Regions from separate parts of the Danio rerio genome. Here region 1 is linked to region 2. A link is a contact called in public HiChIP or PLAC-seq data. All regions are on one chromosome and are shown on one strand. The core of a region is the stretch at or near the end of the contact, and the rest is flanking DNA. Distances in the headings are between cores, read along the strand shown. Region 1 holds the start of si:ch211-196h16.5. Region 2 holds the start of cdc25d (cell division cycle 25 homolog d).

Region 1 (6,592 bases), core at 3,238-5,737, 130 kb after region 2:
TACTAAAAATGTGATGACAAAGTTAATAAAGAAAAAGTTAAGATGTTCTTGTTATTAAGTGAATTGTCCCTTAGCATTGCTTAACATGACATCAACCCTAACCCCACAGCAAACAGAAACCGAACCGTACCGAACCGAACCGTGGCTCCAAAACCGTGAACCGAACCGTGCCTTTTGTGTATCGTTACACCCTTACCATTAGGTAATGTTTTTAGACGCTGGACACTTGCTTGAATTTTGATCCTTTTTTATTCTTACTTCCAAAACATAAACTTACAACGTTTTCTCAATGTCAAAGTCTCTACACACTGACATTCTTCTTGCTGAGAAGGTTCAGCTGATATTGACTCTCCTACAGTGCAGTGACTAGTATGCCCGAACGGTGGCAGCACAACAGCGTTTTACAGTCATTGGTTTAAAAGTATTAATGAAAGCATTTAGTGCCGAAACAAAGATCCTCTCAGTCGCACACACTGACTGCTGTTGTGCTCATTATCTGAAGAGTCCTGAGAGAGTGACCCATTGACAAACAGGACAGAGGGATTGTACAACTTTAACTTAAAGACTCTGTGTGTGTTGTTGATCTGCTGAACTGAGAGTGAAGAGTGTGTTGTTGTTCTGCAGGTTGATGAAGTGTGGTGTCTCAGGTGAAGGTTGTGCTGCTTTGGCTTCAGCTTTGAGATCAAACTCCCCAAACCTCAGAGAACTGAATCTGAAATGGAATAAACTGGGAAGTTCAGGAGTGAAGCTGCTCTCTGGTTTAAGAGATGATCCACATTGTAAACTGGAGACACTGCAGTAAGTAGTAATGATTCATCATCATAGATCAAATAATAATGTCAGTTGATCAGTCAGCTGTACAGATGTGTCTGCAGTGACGCTTCATAACGTGTGTGTTTCTGTGTGTTTTTTTCATTATCAGCAGGTATAAATGATGTTGAATGTGGAGTCTCTACAGACACATTAAACTGTACAGAAGTGAAGTGTCAGTGATCGTGCTGCTGGAGTTTATAAAGACTCTGCTGGACGACTAAACATCATCATCAGTGACTGAAACACTCCATCATTAATGTGCATCAGAGAAGAGGAAGAAATGCTGCAGGAACTGCTTTATTCATATCTGCTCACAGAGAAACTCAATGCTGCAGAATTAAAACACAAATAAGCGGATGCTCTTTCTGTTTCCTCCACCTGTGATGGAGCACGTCATGAAGAGAGAAAACCACGAGAAAACAGAGAAACTTTCTGTCTCTTCACACATGTGAGATGATTCTGGACAGTGTCGAGTGATTCAGCTTTCCTTCAGTCTGACTAGAGATAAACAGCGGCATATTGAAGAGTGACATGATCCAGTTCAGGAGATAATTACTCAAGATTAAATCATTTATTCATAATTACATCAGTCACCATGTCACATTCACACATGTAAATATCTCACTAGTCAGGCTGATTTACAGTTTCTACTATTTGTTACTTTTTATATTGTAAATTGATGCACAGGAAAGTGACAGTATCACTATATTAAAGGTGTTTTGGTTTATAATATGACACAGTAGCAGTTTGTTTATTATCTGTATGTATTGTTTTTAATACATTTCCTCATATCCGTTTTCAGTTTTATTATAATGTGCACTGTGTTATAAACTACAATATTACATCTATGCATTATATTGTTTAAACAAAGCAGATTTTATATTTTTATCTTTATATAACACACTCTCTGGTCTTTATATTTCAGTATTTTTGTTATGATTGTCTTCATGAAAGTGTCTCAACAGCAAATGATTTTAATAAAAGTGTGAATAAATCATATCGACTTGATTTACTGTGTCAGCTCACATTACCAGTGTTGTGGAGAACAATTAATCAGTGCAAGACAAAATCAATCATTTATTCTCTGTGTAAATTAGACTAATCGAATATTAATAATAAACCTAAACAGAGTTTTCACATGATTATATTTATTAAATATCTTACTAGAAATCTCACGCTTTAACTACAGATTAAATCACAGAATACAGCATTATGATATGAAAGAGTCTCAGTGACTAAAACAATCATCATCTTTCATTAGTTTAGTTTAGTTAGCGGAGAAAAATAAGATATTAATAAAGCCGAGATTAAGTCAACACCAGACAATATTCATAATAATGTGAATAATACATTTCATCTCTTAGTTATTGGTGTGATCTGCACTTTGTTTTCTCTGATACTCCATCATTGTTCTGCATCAACACATGTCGTCTGTGAATTAATGAATTATTATATTTCTCATCTTTATTCTAATGATTGACTTGTTATTGACTCTGTAGCAGCAGAAGAATCATTGTGAGGATTAAAGGTGTCATTGAGTTTCTTCATCCTCGTGTAAACAGAATTATATTTCAGTAGAATTTATTAATTTATTAATTTATTCCTCTTTTACTCTCATAGTGAAGATCTGATGTTTTCTCATTATTATTCTACAAGCTGTCGTCATCAGTTTATTTACATCAAGCATTTATAAAATCAGTTTAACACCAGATGCATTTTTCCAGCTCTCTTGCGTTGAAGGAGACGTTATTTTGTGCTGACAGCAGTTTTTATGAGCAGATTAATAAGTATAACTATTAATTATTTATGAGACTCGCTGGCTCAGTGGTTAACACTGTCACTTACAGCAGGAAGGTCACTGGTTCGAGCCTCGGCTGGGTCAGTTGGCATTTCTGTGTGGAGTTTGCATGTTCTCTCTGTGTTGGCGTGGGTTTGAGTGTAAGAGTGTTTCCCATTACTGGGTTGTAACTGGAAGGGCATCAACTGTGTAAAACATATGCTGGATAAGTTGGTGGTTCATTCCGCTGTGGTGACCCCTCATAAATAAAGGGACTAAGCTAAAGGAAAATGAAGGAGTTTTGTATAATCTCGATAATTTTATTAAAAAGTCTGCAAGCGGTTCACAAACTATCAATCTGCACTGTGTGTTGTTTTATAGGATGCTCAGGATATGTGATCTGTTTTATATGTCCTCCTACATTATATTGTTTATTTCTGTAATCTCTCATACATGAGCATTAGCCTTATCATACTGTGAGGAAAACTCTACACCCAGTTGCACAGACGTGGGGACCCTTATTATGGAGTCTCTCATCAGTTTTTGTTTGTACATTCGTCTGGTGTTTTATCTGCCATTACCTGTTAAATGTTTATTCCATATTCTATATAGATTTAACCTATTTATTACTTATAGTATAACTATCATTCTCTCTCTACACATTCTCTCTCTACACATTTACACGTAGACTTCCTTTCCTGTTAACCCAGAATATTTGTAAAAAATAAATAAATAATAATAATAATAATAAAAATAAAAAGAGCCTATAAGCGATCATGCCTGCAGGTATCGGGCAGAATAACACAAGCAGCCCCAGATAAAAATACTTTACCTAACAAAAGATTATTGCTGTTCAAACTTTTCACCTGAAAGAGAGCAGATATGGGTAATTCTTCAACTACGGGCACTTTCATGTCCTTTGATCATATATCCAAAAATATATCATTTTGTTCAAATTCCTTTTTCTTTGTCAAACTAACAATTAAACCTACTTTAAAAATGTACCAGCTTTCTATTATATATTTTTCACATTATTCAAGCCCCTTTTAGGAGTCAAAATCACAGTTTTCAGCTTGTCACAGAACCCAGAGTTTAAACTTCAACAATGAAAATCACATTTTAAAACATTATTTGTCTGGTAATTATTAATGTATCTTAATGAAGCACTAGAGAAACAAATTAAATATTTTATAGTTATTAATGTGAGGCTGTTATCGATATTATTTTTATACAAAATACAGCTGTCGCACAGTATCAGTGTCATTTCCACTGTAATTGTGCTTTAAACAGTTTGTGTGAAAGATTATTGAGGTGGTTTCTGTGAGAATGAACAGTGCCATCATGTTCAAAATAGAGGGAATTTCAATTTTCATCAACAACACTTGAAGAAGAATCACAGTAAATATCACTTAATAAGGAAATGCATTTATTCTACGTCATTTCCAAACATGTTGTAGCTTCAAAGATGTTTTTAAAAACCAAACAAAATGAAGGTAAATAAGAGTGTTTTGTATATATGAAAGGCTAGCATCAATTCAAAGCTAATCAGTGAAGGTATTTTTATTTTTTTTTCACTATAAACTGTTGAAGTGTCATTTCCACCACTGTCATTTCCATCACCACACACATTTATAAAAAATATTTAAAAAGTTTTCATCACACATTAAAAGTGTATTCACAGTGTATGAGTTCATGCTCTATTTATTATACAAATTCAGTTTATTTATTTTCTAATAAGCTCTTTATCAAATTAATATTAAGTTTTAGAGTGTGACAGGTGAACAATTCAGCACACAACTGACAAATGTGTAATTATTATATATTGTGGAAGGATTGGTTAAACTAGATGCAACATTGATCTTGGACAATGTTTAACTGCTATCATTTGTTTTATTTTGAAATAAAAGCTGTATATTCAGATGTGCTGGAATTGACATTTGTTCAGTTTACGATAAAAAAAATGTTTCTCTTGTCTAAGTTTGTCCTCTTACACATCTTGAGATTAGACAAATTGTTTAAACTTATTGTCACGTTAATTTTGAACAAGTTTTTTTACTCAACTTCACAAGGCTAAAAGTGCTCCAAGTGGTGCTCGCTGCATTGCGAAGTTATATGAACGCCATTGCTTCCGCCGCCCATCCCCCTCCCTCACCTGACCTCCCCCAGCTCACCTGACACACACCTGCACGTGAAAGTGAAAGGAAAGTCAGTCTCTGTCGCCATTTTATGAAGACAGAAACATCGTCTTACGAATGTAGAAGTGGTGAGATTCCTTCAGTTCGGTTGTTGTGATGGATCATCGTGGACATCGAGATGAAAACCTGCCCAAAGGTAGACCTACATTTCCACACAGGTGAGTGACGAAATTTGTTGTGTTTTATTTTCGGTATATTTTGTCGTCATGTCCAATCTTTATTACATATAGGTCGATTGTTCTGCTAATTATATTAATTTATACATAATTGTTCAACAATATAACGGCATTGTGCTTTGAGAATCTTCCTTTAAATAAAGCATTGGCCTAGTTTTGAGGGTGAGTCTTGTTTCCGCGTTGGAACACGGAAAGAGTTCCTTATTGATCCTGTAAAGTGACAATAGCCTGTAATGTAGTCAGTGCGGTTCAGAGGATATTATTCATTAAAAGATCTTTAACAGTTGAGAAATTTGAAAGAACACATTGACCATGACATGACATAACATACAAGAGCGCTTAGGTTTAATAGATATAACAAGCAAACTGTAACCAACAGTTCAGAAAAAAACACATTAAACACACTTAGTGCCAAATGATGACTGATACATAGAAGTTTATATGCCAGTAAGGGAAAGCAAAATAACAAGAGTTTGAAGACAATAAATACACATAAAAAATTTGGTGTGTAGGTTAGGGAACACACAGAGAACAATTGAGTAAAACAAACAAAACAAAACAAAACAAAAGTCTCCATGTAATAACGTAATGTTGTGCCCTGAATCAGTACTACAGTATTATGAATGTAAGAGTGTGTGGATTATATTTGCTGGACGTGTTCTTCTTCGATGTACAGATCAAACCCTCCAGAGCCCAGCGGTGTGTCTATGAAGAGTGACCGGTCAATGCATCATCCACTCAAATTTAAGGGAAACACTGGGTTTAGGTAAGTGCTGATCTATTTTTATTAATAGTATTATTTATTTATTTTTATTTGATCATTATTGTTTTTTACAATTCTTAACTTGAAACATAAAACACACTGTAAGGCAATCAATAAAATAATAAAGGCGTTGAACAGAACTGAGAAACACCACAAAAGTCTCTGTGTAAATGTAGTAGTTTAGTCACCTGAATCAGCGCTACAGGGGTAATGAATGTAAGAGTGGATTACATGCTTGTTGTGTTCATCTTTAATATAGAGTGAAACCTCCAGAGCCCAGCGGTGTGTCTATGAAGAGTGACCGGTCAATGCATCATCCACTCAAATTTAAGGGAGGCATTGATCCTGGGTTTAGGTAAGTGCTGATCTATTTTTAATTAATGATTTTTTTTCAGTTTTTGAATGAAAATTTAGAGAAAAAAATGTTCATTAATAATCCTGTAGTAACAAGATTACCTGTGAGCAGCCAGTTCGTTTCAAATGATATTTATTAAAAGATCTTAATTAACAGCTGAGAATTTTGGAAGAACACTTACTGTAAAACTACATTGACCATGACATGACAAATGCAGGGAAAGCTTATCAGTGTGCAGTTAGATTTAATAGATGAAATAAACATGCAGTAACTAACCAGAAACCAGTGCAGAAAACCATAAAACACAGGACCTGAATGTAACGAGGTGTCAGCTTCAACGCTTCCCATTCACTTGTAATGGGTGATGTCAGTCGTTGCTGAACTGCATTGTGGATCCGTCGGAGCCGCTTCAGAGGCGTTGCTGGCTGCAGAAGTTATGACTTGCTCAACTTTTCAAGCGCCAACGGAAGCGTCAGCCAATCAGATCGCTGTATGCAAATACACCAGCTCAGA
Region 2 (6,703 bases), core at 3,058-5,557:
TGTGAGTCTTGGGTGGGAGTAGACATTAATAAAATACAATTTACTGTGTAATTTAATAAATAATTGTAACAATACTCTGTTTTACATTACTGTAATGGTTGGGTTTAGGGTTGGGATGGGGGTAGACGTTAATAATATGCTATTAATAAGATAATTGCATGTATTAGAAATAATTCCAATGAACTCTCGACCACAGCTGTATCCCTTCTAGCAATAATCCTCAGATAATGTGCTATATTAGAGCAAGTGTCAGCCACCAATAAACTTCCAGTAAGTGGTATGTTACTATTTTTAATATCATAATATTCCTATAACCGCATTGATACTGTAATTTAATTTAAGTATAATCAGTTAAATAGACTTATGCAGTCATTTAGTTGTTTAAATGTAAAACAAGATGAAAAAATGTTTAAACTCAAGTGCCATCAGGAGCAGCAGGTGAGTGCAGAAACTCCAGTGAAATACTGAGGTAAATGTGTATATTTTAAAGACATTGTACAGAACAATGTAATTTAATGCAGTGCTTCTTGTCCAGTCAGAGACCCACTTTATATCGTTATTCAGTTAAGGCAGTGACAATCATTGATTTTAAAGAACATTTAAAGATCTTAAACATGCGCAATTTGTAATGGCATGACAGTTCACAGAAAGTGCTTGAGCTGTCTTACTGAAAATTAAAAGTCCTTATATACCACATTTCATACTACCTTTCAAATAGCATTATGTCTACTAAATAATAATGTGTGGATTAATGAAAGAGGTCAAATACTGACAATGGCTCTCTCATTCTCCTTATTGGCAGGAAAGTCCTGATTGTTCCTCAACGGACACCTGGGCTGATGGTAAAGCGCAGAGACAAGATTACATTTTTAACCATCATGACAAAATGTAAAATAAATAAATAAATTGACAATTTATTAATGGTTACTGTGTGTGTGGTACCGTGTTTGAAGTGGATTCAGGAGACAGGCTTCTGCTAAGACAAATACAGATCTGTTCATTATTCACATTTAGATTGAACATTTATTAATTCTGCAGACACTTTTATAAAAATGACATTCACTGTTTTTTAGTTAAGTATTATTTATATGAGGTCATCGATGTTTGTTTTGCAATACCTTGCTCGTCGTCTTCTCACTGTAAAAAATGGAAGAGAAATTTTTATTTAGAGAAAATGAAACGCAAATTCATGAGGAAATTCAAAACGTTTAGTAAGGTTAATGAACAAATCTGATGTAGACATTTTTTTATCTGATCTGCACATCCTAATCAGGGGTGGATTTAACCAATAAGCGAGGTAAGCTTCCGCTCAGGGCTCCAGGAAATCTGGGGGCCCCCAATAAATATCTAGAAGTATAAATTATACCTATAAACTATATATACCATTGTTTTCTACAGTTATTTGTATGGTGAGAGTTACAAATACAATTTTAACATAATTAAATATTATTTAATATACAATCAAATATAATATTTTTCTGATAATGTAATGTTATGTAATAGTGATAATAATATTAAAAAATAAATTATTCATCATGGAGCGGTCCAGCAGTAAAATCATATATAAAAATATTGATTATTTTTAGTTGTAAATTCATTTTAAGTAAACCAACTCTTTAAAATGTAGAGATTGCATTAATTTAAAATGTTGAAAAGAAGATTGAGTTATATATAAAAATAATACAATGTAAATAAATGTAGAAAGGGTGCATTTCAGAACTTGGGCCCTAATATTGTTTTAGTCACCGGACATCTGTGGAAATAGAAAGATTGCATTTAAATTCATGCAAATCATTGCAAAAAAGTTTTAAAAGATACAAGCTACAAAATTTCAACAAATTATTATTTTTTTGTTTCTCTGATTTTTCCTTTTATTTATTTATGTATGTATTTGTTTATTTGTTTGTTTGTTTATTCAACATTTTCCCTAACACGTAGTTAGTATTAAGTTAGTATATACAGTTGAAGTCAGAATTATTAGCCCCCTTGAATTATTCGCCCCCTGTTTGATTTTTTTCCCCAATTTCTGTTTTACGGAGAGCAAATTTAATCAACACATTTCTAAACATAATAGTTTTAATAACTCATCTCTAATAACTGATTTATTTTATCTTTGCCATGATGACAGTAAATAATATTAGACTAGATATTCTTCAAGACACTTCTATACAGCTTAAAGTGACATTTAAAGGCTTAACTAGGTAAATTAGGGTAACTAGGCAGGTTAGGGTAATTAGGCAAGTTATTGTATAATGATGGTTTGTTCTGTAGACTATCGTAAAATTATCTGAAAGGGGTTAATAATTTTGACCTTAAAATTATTTTTAAAAAATTAAAAGCTGCTCTTATTCTAGCCAAAATAAAACAAATAAGACTTTCTGCAGAAGAAAAAATATTATCAGACATACTTTGAACATTTCCTTGCTCTGTTAAACATCATATTAAAAAATGAAAAAAATTCTAAAGCAGGGCGAACAATTCTGACTTCAACCGTATGGATATAATATTGTAAAGCTTCCTATAGTAAATATGAATTTAAAATGTGTGAGGGTGTACTCATATATGCTTAGCACTACATATAATACAAGCTCATTTTTAAGAAGCAAAATGCAAGTTTAAAGAATCATGTCTGTCTGCATGCATAAATTATGTTAATGTTAAAAATAACATTAACATAATTTATGCATGCAGACATAAGACATGTATCAGATCATATATCAGAATTATTAAATAATTTCAAAAGTACTTTTTAAACTTGGGTATAAATCATAAACATTTCATCTTCAAACATAAAATGAATGAGTCGAATGAGTCACATGTGCAAACACAAGGAGCCTGAAGAGTCCCTGTCGGAGATTTAATTAAGCTGTGTGTGTGTGTGTGTGTTTGTGTGTGTGTGTGTGTGTGTGTGTGTGTGTGTGTGTGTGAGTGTGAGTGTGAGTGTGTGTGACAAGGCTCTTGTCAGGACCTGTTGGCGTCTCTTTCTCCCTGGAGAGGGTGTTGAGTGATGAACTCATGCATTCAGGCGTCAAAACAAGCTTTCTGGGGGTCGAGCGCTTTGGACTCAGACTAGATGAAAATATGCATCAGATATTAGTTAAAACATAAACCCAATTTTAATAATTCAGTAAAAATGTATCCCAGTACACTGATGGGAATGATCATTTAATGATTGATTAATAGTTTATCTTGTATTTATAGTGAGCAGATATCATTGATAAGTGTATCTTAAAAATCATTTATTTTTGTGTTGAGGAAGAAAAAAATAAATTGTATGAGTTTAAAACATTAATAAGGAATATTTTAGATGTTGGATTCAGTTTTAGTTTATTTTATTTTTGCACATTTTTGCAATGTGTCATTAACATGTATATATTTTTTATGCATTTTTGTCACATTATCACTATTATTGTCATATGGAAACCAATCATTGATCAATATTTGTGGATGGTTTTAAATAAATGTGACTTTCTTGTTCAGGAAAGGGAAAAAGTTGGATTTAAATAATGCCTTAATGTCATTTTTACCTAAACAATTCAAATATAAATTATAAAGATATTTTAATTAAAAAATTATCTGGTCTTGTTTAATATGTACAATAATTTATAAATCCTATGAGAAATAATTGATTAATTATGCAAATAATAATGACACATTCAATCACTTAATGATTATTTGAGGTTATTATAGATTAAAATAAAATAATTTGAAAGAATAATAATTTTTTTATTTTAATTTATTTTAATATATATTAATTACACTTTTTACTATTTGCTCTATGTTTTTATTTTTATTTTTATTTTATTGAGCAAAATGTGATTAATAATATTAATATAAGCAATTTGATATCATGTTTTATTTAAATAAATAATTAAATAAATAAATATAGTAAAAGTTCAAAGCATATATCAGTAATAATAATAATAAAAATTATTCAAAAAAAAAAAAATAAAAATATATATATATATATATATATATATATATATATATATATATATATATATATATAATAAAAATTATAATATTATATTTTTTAAATTATTATTTTTTTAAATAAACATTTGCAACTATCCCTGAAAATGCCACATCATTTAAAATAGATCATTTTATTGCATTACTTTATCTTCTTTAAATATTAAGATTAAGAAGGATGCTTGCTCTCACCCGTCCTGACACTGGAGGTTCTGCAGGCGGAAGGAGAGCTCGTTGACCGGGGAAGAGTCTTCAGCTGTCAGATCACAAATCTCCAGCGCATCACCGGCCATTGGGCTGAATCAGAGCTGCAAACTGACCCAAACACTGTCAAATATCATATGAGCTGTGCATCACTGAGTGTCATCATGTCTCCGCTCTGCTTGCCTTGGAAACTCGTGTTGCTACAACAAGCTCATATGATCGGCGGCGTGCGGCGCGTCCCCGCCCATGATAACGCTCTGTCATCGCAACACTCGGGCTACTAATGAACAACCAGTTTTGTGATTGCTTCAGGAAGACTGATCATGTCTTGAAAAGAATTAAACAGTTCACTTGAAAAGACTTGAACAATGAATTGTTTAAAGCACATGGAACTAAACAGAACTGAACTTGCTAATGTATATTAGTATTCTAGAAAATATGATGATGATCAACTTTAAATTGTGATTTGAACAATTCATTTTTATTAAATGTTGTCCTCCCCTGATTGGTTAATGCATGTAAATGGAAAAGGCGCACTGTCTAATTATGTCAGTGTTTTAGATCAATTGAGGGCGCTCAATTTTCCCAAAACTCCCCTACACCAAATGAGTGGTACAAAACACATGCCTTTTACAAGGATCAACACAGAGGTAAGCAAATGTCCGCTCATTTTCTGTAGCAGATGGGTAGCAGAATCCACAATGATCCATCGTAGCTTATTAAAGTCAGTATATTTCATATGTGTCTGGAGGGACGCAAAATTCTATTTGAGTAAATTGTATTGAATATATCCACCCAAACTTTTGTACATGGACAACTTAGCAGAGTCAGCAGCAGTCAGAATCCATGATCCAGTGTGATCAAGGACCTTTAAATTGTTCTTCGCTTATAATCATGACTCATCCGGTTATTTATCACTTCCAAACAACACGTCATCAAAATGGAACAGAAGGAACTCTTAAAAGAACATGCATTCTAAAAAATTGAATTTAGGAATCTGTGCGTGACGTTGCAGTTCTTTTATGACTTCTTATTTCATAAAACAGAAAATATTAAAGGTTTAAAAATTGCTCAAAATAAATTAGGATGGATTCTGACAGGCTGCCAGTCCCATTGGTCCCATCCCATGCGAAAAATACTATATTAATTTATAGTACTGTAGTGTTTTTGAAGCATATGGTAGAGTGTATTATACTGAAATTATTTAGTCTACAATACTCCGTTAATGACTCCGTTATTAACTATAGTGAAGTGATAAACTGTTACTTTTAGTACAGTGATTACTAAAACAAACTAGTGTGTTGCAGTATAAATGCATAGTATATTTTAGTATAGTATTATATAGTATATCTTGTATAGTTGCAGAAAACCACAACAGAAAAATTACAATACACAAACTCGCATGGTTAGCATTGCCTGTGCAGTGCACATGGCCTTTTTAGTCTTGGATAAAAAGTGGCCTTCCAAAATGATCTGAAGTGCCCCAGCGCACCCAGGGCTCAACCTAAGTGAGAGTGTAGTTTATCAGTATTGATTTGCGGCTGGATAGGCATCCGCTTCGTAAAACGTACGTTGGAATAGTTGGTGGTTCATTCCGCTGTGGCAACCCCTGATGAGTAAAGGATTGAAGCCGAAGGAAAATAAAAAAATGACACTTAAGGTTAGCAAAGTTTAAAAAAACACTAGATTATTTACTATATTTTTTCATATGGGGTGTTTTATTGTTTGCAATTGTGTATTATTTTATTTTAAAAGAGAAATTCCAATGGAATTGTTAATTTTGTTAAATGTGATGTCTAAAATTGAAAATAAGTATATGGAAATACAAAATTATTTCCTCTAGTACTCATTTCAGTCTTGCACATTAATATAAAGTATTCAGAGAGCATGATTTCTGCTAATGATCTCTGTTTGAACGCCTTTATTTTATGTCGCGGCGCATTAACTCGAGTGATGTTGTGCTTTGTCACATGCTCACTATGGGTGGTGCACTTCCAGCCAATCGCTGCGCACATATGGAAAAACAAGCGCGTTTTCGAGCACCTATTGGCCAGTGGCATTGAGATCACGCACTGGCGCCGCCTCTATCCGGAAGCAGGACACTGTCATGTGATTGTTTGTTGGCGATCTGCTGTAAAGAGCCGCATCATTTCATTACGGCAACAAACAGGCGCTTGTCCCGGGTAAATTCCCCCTTTACCCACTCTCTCCCTACTCCGCCATGGACGAAACGAGCCCGCTAGTCTCGCCGCTCCGCGATTCCAACGATTTTAACTACGGGCCCGCAGAGCCGACCAGTCCCCGGGGTGGATTTGGAAGTACACCGGGCTCAGTAGTGCGTCTTCCGGCAGGGAGTCCCGGGCGCAGCCGCGAAAGACAGCCGCTGCTAGACCGAGATCGAGGCGCGTCTCCCCGGGATCCGCACAGGAACGAGTTCCCAGAGGACCCGGAGTTTCGGGAGATCATCCGGAAGGCGGAGCGGGCCATCGAGGAGGGCATTTACCCGGAGCGCATCTACCAGGGCTCC

The links. HiChIP or PLAC-seq counts read pairs in DNA pulled down with a chosen protein or histone mark.
Region 1: an H3K4me3 HiChIP or PLAC-seq map of gastrula embryo shows a contact between it and region 2, with 6 times the contacts expected there. The contact joins the promoter of si:ch211-196h16.5 here to the promoter of cdc25d in region 2. A contact is called at or near these places in 2 of 4 datasets of contacts at active chromatin or transcription factors (embryo and gastrula embryo).

Annotation. Positions count from the first base shown.
Region 1 is chr1:58,342,726-58,349,317 of GRCz12tu, forward strand. It overlaps si:ch211-196h16.5, which reads left to right and starts at 4,488. Exons shown (of 12, transcript XM_685006.11): 1 at 4,488-4,943; 2 at 5,638-5,727; 3 at 5,984-6,079. The coding sequence starts at 4,882. LOC559196 reads left to right here. Exons shown (of 20, transcript XM_068221895.2): 19 at 625-798; 20 at 923-1,810. The coding sequence ends at 935.
Region 2 is chr1:58,213,016-58,219,718 of GRCz12tu, forward strand. It overlaps cdc25d (cell division cycle 25 homolog d), which reads right to left and starts at 4,308. Exons shown (of 12, transcript NM_001134682.1): 1 at 4,165-4,308; 2 at 2,969-3,069; 3 at 1,119-1,137; 4 at 943-973; 5 at 774-836. The coding sequence starts at 4,265. pi4k2a (phosphatidylinositol 4-kinase type 2 alpha) reads left to right here and starts at 6,285. Exons shown (of 9, transcript NM_213358.2): 1 at 6,285-6,703. The coding sequence starts at 6,398. It overlaps LOC141375206 (a long non-coding RNA gene), which reads left to right. Exons shown (of 3, transcript XR_012382864.1): 3 at 803-926.